Linked DNA regions of Sus scrofa: region 1 is linked to region 2. A link is a contact called in public Hi-C data. All regions are on one chromosome and are shown on one strand. The core of a region is the stretch at or near the end of the contact, and the rest is flanking DNA. Distances in the headings are between cores, read along the strand shown.

The links. Hi-C and Micro-C count contacts between places; a contact is called where the count stands out from the background.
Region 1: a contact with region 2 is called in a Hi-C map of skeletal muscle, with 2.8 times the contacts expected there. The contact joins two enhancer-like sites. A contact is called at or near these places in 3 of 47 Hi-C or Micro-C datasets (liver and skeletal muscle) and 1 of 2 datasets of contacts at active chromatin or transcription factors (skeletal muscle).

What each region holds. Positions count from the first base shown.
Region 1 is chr11:18,067,067-18,070,301 of Sscrofa11.1, reverse strand. EBPL (emopamil-binding protein-like) reads right to left here. Exons shown (of 5, transcript XR_002336545.1): 3 at 114-252. Among named protein-coding and RNA genes, the nearest start is that of EBPL, 29 kb to the right of the region's middle. Within about 2 kb of position 1,696, at least 13 of the 83 cell types and tissues checked have an H3K27ac peak or open chromatin away from gene starts, as enhancers often do. A contact at or near this core is called in liver and skeletal muscle, where this site is marked.
Region 2 is chr11:17,880,908-17,884,225 of Sscrofa11.1, reverse strand. No RefSeq gene overlaps it. Among named protein-coding and RNA genes, the nearest start is that of TRIM13, 33 kb to the right of the region's middle. Within about 2 kb of position 1,310, at least 3 of the 83 cell types and tissues checked have an H3K27ac peak or open chromatin away from gene starts, as enhancers often do. A contact at or near this core is called in liver and skeletal muscle, where this site is marked.

The DNA of each region.
Region 1 (3,235 bases), core at 447-2,946, 190 kb before region 2:
TCTACTTTTCCTCTAACCAAGAACAGCGGTCATTATCCACTCCCCAGGTCACTTTGGCATCAGGGCAGCTCATGGGTCTCCTCTTCTCAGAAGGACAGGAGAAGAGCACTTACCGATAATATTTCTCTTTGACGATGGCATAAATGAGGACCAGTGCCAGAGAGCCATCGAGGACAACAGTCAGAATTTCCAAAGCCACAATGGTGGGATCAGAAGTCAGCCACCTCGCATCAGCTTTGCCATATTCCTTCCCTAAAAACAAAAAACACGGTGTTACTCATCTGGCCATCGTTTCCAGGACAGTCGATGGCAAGGACCCCCTTTGCCCATGAGGAGGAGATAAAAGGGGAACTACCACTCTCTCTACAATCTTCACAAGGCTTTCCTGGAAGGCAAGAGAGGCCCTGAGAAGAAAAGGCACTTGCAACCCGACACAAGTAATAACAACAACATCCCGTTACAGTTGTAAAATAACTTGCAGTCTCCAAACCGCTTTCACATGTGTGCCCTCTCTCCCCCCTCCCTTTTCATCACAAGCAGCAGAATTCTAAATTAATTCAACGCAGTCAGATTTTGCAACAACAATCTTTAATAATTAGCTTGGTCAAGGCATTCTGATTCCTTGCTTCCAAATTGCAATATAAAGTCTGCACCCAGATGTGGGAAAATTACTATTAAGGAAATGTTTATAAAAAACACATGCTTATTAATAATTGAAGAGGAACTGAGGGGGCGGCAGGGAGGGGAGGGGACTCGCACAGCCTCGAGTCCAAAACGGACAAAGGGCGCGTTTCAGTCTACGGCAGGGACGGAATTTGCGAACCACAGCCACCGAAAAAGCCTCGCTTGTGCTGCTCGGGGAGCAGGTGTGCCCTAAGAAATCCTCCCAGACCCCACTCTCAGGACAGTTTCTTCTAGAAAGTACCATGAGGTCAGAAAGCCTTTTTATAGCTGGACCAAGGACCAAGGACCCAGGGGACGTTGTATTCCTCCCTCCCTCCTTCTCTCTCTCTTCCTTCTGTCTCTCTCTTTCCTTCCTTCTTCCTTCCTCACCCTTTTTCCTTTCTTTCTTTCTTAATTTATCAAAAACATGCTAGTCTAAGAGTTCTTATTGTGGTGCAACAGAAACAAATTCGACTAGGAACCATAAGGTTGCGTGTTCAATCCCTGCCCTTGCTCAGTGGGCTAAAGATCCGGCGTTGCTGTGAGCTGTAGTGTAGGTGGCAGATGTGGCTCGGATCTGGCATTGCTGTGGCTCTGGCGGAGGCCGGTGGCTATAGCTCTGATTCAGCCCCTAGCCTGGGAACCTCCATATGCTGCGAGTGCAGCCCTAAAAAGACTAAAAAAAAAAAAAAAACCCAAAAAAACAAAAACCCCCACACCAGTCTAAGATCTTAAATAGCCAGCGGGGAAAAACCAGAGGGGAAAAAACCCTGAAGTCCCTACCTCTTCTCTCCCTTTAAATACTATTCTCATGTTACTTAGAAGACACATGAATGGTCAAAAATTAGCTACGTGATCTGACTGGTTGGAGCAGCACAAAGCAATAGTCTCCTAATGGCTCGGGTTAGGATCCCTCTGGGGCCAAGGACAAAGGCTTCTGATGAAAGGCTGTCCCCAGAGAAAGGACAGGCCTGTAAACAGGATTAGCTATCTAATGACATAACACACAGACACATGCCTCTGAGGGGCAATGCGGTGAAAGGCCGGGCACAGCCGTCCAGCCTGTCCTTAGCCAACTACCAGCCATGACCCAACTGGAAGAGAACACAACAGTGAAAGTAAAAGTTTTCCCTCTAAATTTAAACATAGTTACAATAGGTGAAATGTACCATTTCGTCATCCAAAATCCAAGAAAATATCATAAGTAAAAGGTCAATGCTTTAGGAGCTAAGAGATTAGTGGGTGTTTAGACATTCACGAAAAACAATCCCATTCATTCATTCTTTCTTTTTAAAACATTTTGTACTTAAAGAACAATTGCTTTACAATGTTCTGTCAATTTCTGCTATACAGCAAAATGACCCAGTCATATATATATATACACACACACACACACACACATTCTTTTTCTCATATCATCTTCCATCATGTTCTATCCCAAGGGACTGGATATAGTTCTTTAATTCCACACCATTTTTGTAGTTCACAGAAGCCTCTGTGCCAGGTATCAAGAATGCGGGAGCGACCAGGATACAAAGTCTGCCCGCTGGTGGCTCACACTGCAGTGAGGCTGAACCGTGCAGACAGCGATGCGGACAGAGAATGGGGCCACGGAGGAGAGGCTCTCAGCCAGCCTAGGGGAGGGGGGTTTTGATTACTCCCTCTTCAGCTGGTACATGAGGGCGGGATTCCTGCCCTGGCTAATGTGCCCCCCTCCCCCATCCCAATGACACTGGTCAGATGAGGCTGATGGCCATGCCTCAGTCAGATAACTCAGGTTGGGGGAGGAGGACGCTGCAGGATGTAGGGCCCCATGGGGGCTGCACTAGGAAGTGGAGTGAACGAGGGAGGGCTGGGGGGCTCTGCAGAAAGGAGCGGGATGTGGTGGGCTTGTTTGAGTAATTCCGAGAACAGGCAGGGACGGAAGCCGGCTCCTCAGATACACAGGCACTGAGCCTGGTCCCCAAGCCCGGGGGGTGGCTGCTTGTCTAGGGACCTTATATGAGGAAGCAGGGCGGGGAAGGGGTCTGGCAGTTAGGATATATGAAGCCCAATGGATTTTACCAGATCGAGGCACATCATGTCTTAAATCTTTTTGTTGTTGTTGTTTTGGGGCCACACTTGCAGCATGTAGAGATTCCCAGGCTAGGGGTCTAATCGGAGCTGTAGCTGCCGGCCTATACCACAGCCACAGTGACTTGGGATCTGAGCTGCATCTGTGAACTACACCACAGCTCACAGCAATGCCAGGTCTCCAACCCACTGAGCGAGGCCAGGGATTGAACCCACAGCCCCATGGATACTAGTCAGATTTGTTTCTGCTGCGGCACAATAGGAACTCTGCAAGTATCTTTTCTTTAGCAGGTTCTATATCCTGGTGAATCAATGGCTAGTCTAAGATCAGCATCTGGGAGGCCTCTCCTCAGACCCTCCGAATCAGAATCTGCATTTTAACAAGACCCCCAGGCAGTCTGTGCACCACGCGTGCACCACCTTTTCAAGTCCAAGAAGCACTACCTGACCTTATCTACTGGATTTGCACTTTCACACTAATAAAGGGCATCTCCATTAA
Region 2 (3,318 bases), core at 61-2,560:
CCATTACTCTTCATCCCTCTGCTCTAAGTCCTAAAACCAGTTTACTCAGGGTCAGTGTTTGAATGCAAGTCCATCAACTGATAACTGGAGCTCTTTCCACCCACGATACGTAGGAAGATGAGCCTTAGGAGATGGATTGTGCTCCGACTTCCCAGCCAAATGGATGTGGGCACCTCCTGGAGTTCTCTAGGCTTCATTTTCCCATCTGGGGAAAAAACGAGGCTTGCACTACAGAACCAGAAACTAATCTGTGGAACATTCTGATCATTAAAGATGTCAACTGTGGGCAGAGAATTTGGTTGCGTTGAAATGAATACCATCACCAGCTCTGTTCGTGTAAAAGGGGAAATGAATGTGAGCGGTTCGACTGCTAAGGAGGGTCAGTGTCTATACTGATTAAGGGCCCAGGCTCCACATCTGGGAAGAGCAGAGCTCCGAGCATGGCTGTGAAAATTCTTAGCTGTGTGACCTCAGTTACTCAACCTCACTGCACTAGATTGGACTTTTGTATTTATTTACAGATCTTTTTCAGTTTTATTTTTTAATTATATAATTAAAATAATCAAAATATTAAATACATTAAAATATAATATATTTTGATAATTATATATAATTGGATATAAGTGTGTTTTTACTTGTTATTATTTTTTCATTTTTATTTTTTGGGTGTATATGTTAGTTCTGAAGTTCTGGGGGTAGGGATAGAACCCAAACCTGCGTGAGAGCAGTGACCTGAGGCATTTCAGTGACAAAGCTGGATACTTAACCCACTGAGTCACACATGAACACCTATAAGTGTGTTTTAAGAAAGGATATATATTAAATCATTAACTTCTGAGGAGAGGAGTGAGGAACAGGGAAGCAGATAATATTTTTACATTTTATTTTATTTTTATTTTATTTTACTTTTAATTTAATTAATTTATATTTGGCTGCGCCCATGGCACATGGAAGTTCCTAGGCTAGGGATCAAACCCGTGTCACAGCAGTGACCCGAGCCACAGCAGGGACAATGATGTATCCTAAACTGCCAGGCCACCAGGGAACTACATATTTTTACCTATTATGGGCTCCTCATTTGCACCGGCCCTTCCAAGTCCTGAGAAGGACTCTTGCAAGAAGCATTTTAGGCAGAACTGATTAATGGCTGTGTCATTTTACCTCTAACCTTTGTGGGACACTTCCCCTGCGCTGAGTATATTGAGTGGCCACAGGTCCCTGGGCTCTGGTCAAGGGGCAGTTGAGCTGGGGAATCCATTTAGTGAGGGTTTCTTGGGAGGCAGCTGTGAGGGTCACAGTCGTTTCCCAATACAGCTAAGTTGCTGGGAGCTGTCCAGACGTAGGTATGGCTCCAGGCTTTCTCCAGCCATCCACTCTGCTGACTTCTCTGATATTGTGACATGAAGAGACAGAGCCAGCGGTCATATTGCTTCATGAATGTGTCCTGCTGTACCTGGCAGTGGGAGTATGTGGGTATTGGCAGAGAACAGGCTTGCGCTACGGAGCCAGAAGCTAAGCTGTGGAACATTCTGATCATCAAAGATGAAAACTGTGGGCAGAGAACTTGGTTCTCTGAATTTGGTTCTTTCCTGTGGGGAATATGCTTGATTATGCCCTGATTATCTTACAGTTCACACAGGAAGACATCTGATATAGATTCTTCCCATTACATAATAATTCTAAATATTTACAAGCCATTTCCAATCACGAGTTGTGAAGCCAAAGAAAACATTCCTAATTCATCAATAATAAAAACAAATTTCAACACGTTATGCTAGAGAATAGGCTAAATAATTATTTCTCTTCTCTCTGTAAAATATTAATATAAAAATTGTCAGTATATTAAACAGGTAAAGAGTATGCAGTCAAAAACAGAGAATATTACAGGGATGATTTAATAACTACTTTAAAATATCATGTTAATTTTCCTGAATTGTATAATGTTTATAGTATTTGCGAAGGTTTAAAATTTTGTTTTTTATTCTTTTTTTTTTTTTTTTTTTTTTTTTGTCTTTTTGCTATCTCTTGGGCCGCTCCCACGGCATATGGAGGTTCCCAGGCTAGGGATCTAATTGGAGCTGTAGTCTCCGGCCTACGCCAGAGCCACAGCAATGCGGGATCCAATCCGCGTTTTCGACCTACACCACAGCTCACGGCAAAGCCGGATCGTTAACCCACTGAGCAAGGGCAGGGACCGAACCCGCAACCTCATGGTTCCTAGTCGGATTCGTTAACCACTGCGCCACGACGGGAACTCCTGTTTTTTATTCTTAATATTCACTTTCACAGCTAATGTTGTAGTTATTTGTAGTTTTGTATGTTTCTTACTGAGGAAGGCCCAGATCAAATAAGCTAGATCTGTCCCTGTTTCACTAAGGGTAACAGAATCAGCGTACAGTCAAGCAGCGCTGTGATCTGATCAGGCCATGGCTGTCGAAGAAAATGCAGAAAGAACTTGTGAGACTGAATAGTCTGGCATGAATATTATTAATAGATATTTACTTATTTTTGGTTGCAAGATGCACCCTTTTCAAAACTGGGCAGTGAAAGTATTTGTGTGCTAGCTAGTAGGCTGAGTGGTAGATCTGGTTCCTTCCAGCTCCAACTTTTGTTTGTTTACTATTGTTACTGCTGTTATTATAGAGGGCTTACTGTGCGCCAAACACTCTGCTAAGAAAATTATACAAAAAATCTCATTAAGTCTTCACAACAATCCAGATAAGTATTAACCTCATTTTATAAAATTAATTCATTCGGGAGTTCCCACCATGGCACAGTGGGTTAAAGAATCTGACTGCAGCTCCTTGGGTCACTGCAGAGGCGTGACTCTGATCACTTGCCCGGCTCAGTAGGTTAAATGATTTGGCATTTCCACAGCTGGGGCACAGGTCAAAGTTGCAGATTGGATTCAATCCCTGCACCAGGAACTTCCATTGCTGCAGATGTGGCCATAAAAATAATAAAATAAATAAATAAAATTAACTAATTCATCCAAACGCATTTATTGAGCACCCATATGTGTAAGGCATGGTGAGAGAAATACACAAAATGGACACGGTCCAGCAATTTTGGAGCTGACATATTAGCAGGATAAGATGATGTGCATAAGTACTAGGTGATGATATGTGCAAGAACAAAGAGATTGAACTGGTCTGAGGAGTTACGGAAGGAGTTGTGCTGAGGGAGTGAGAAGGAGAGACCTTGTCCAAGCAGAAGTCAGCCAGCAAGGAGGGACAAGAGCCATCTAGGCAGAGCAAGCAGCATGAGTGTAGGCCCAGATTTCATAGGTGAGGAGGCCAAGGCTCATTTATTCATTCA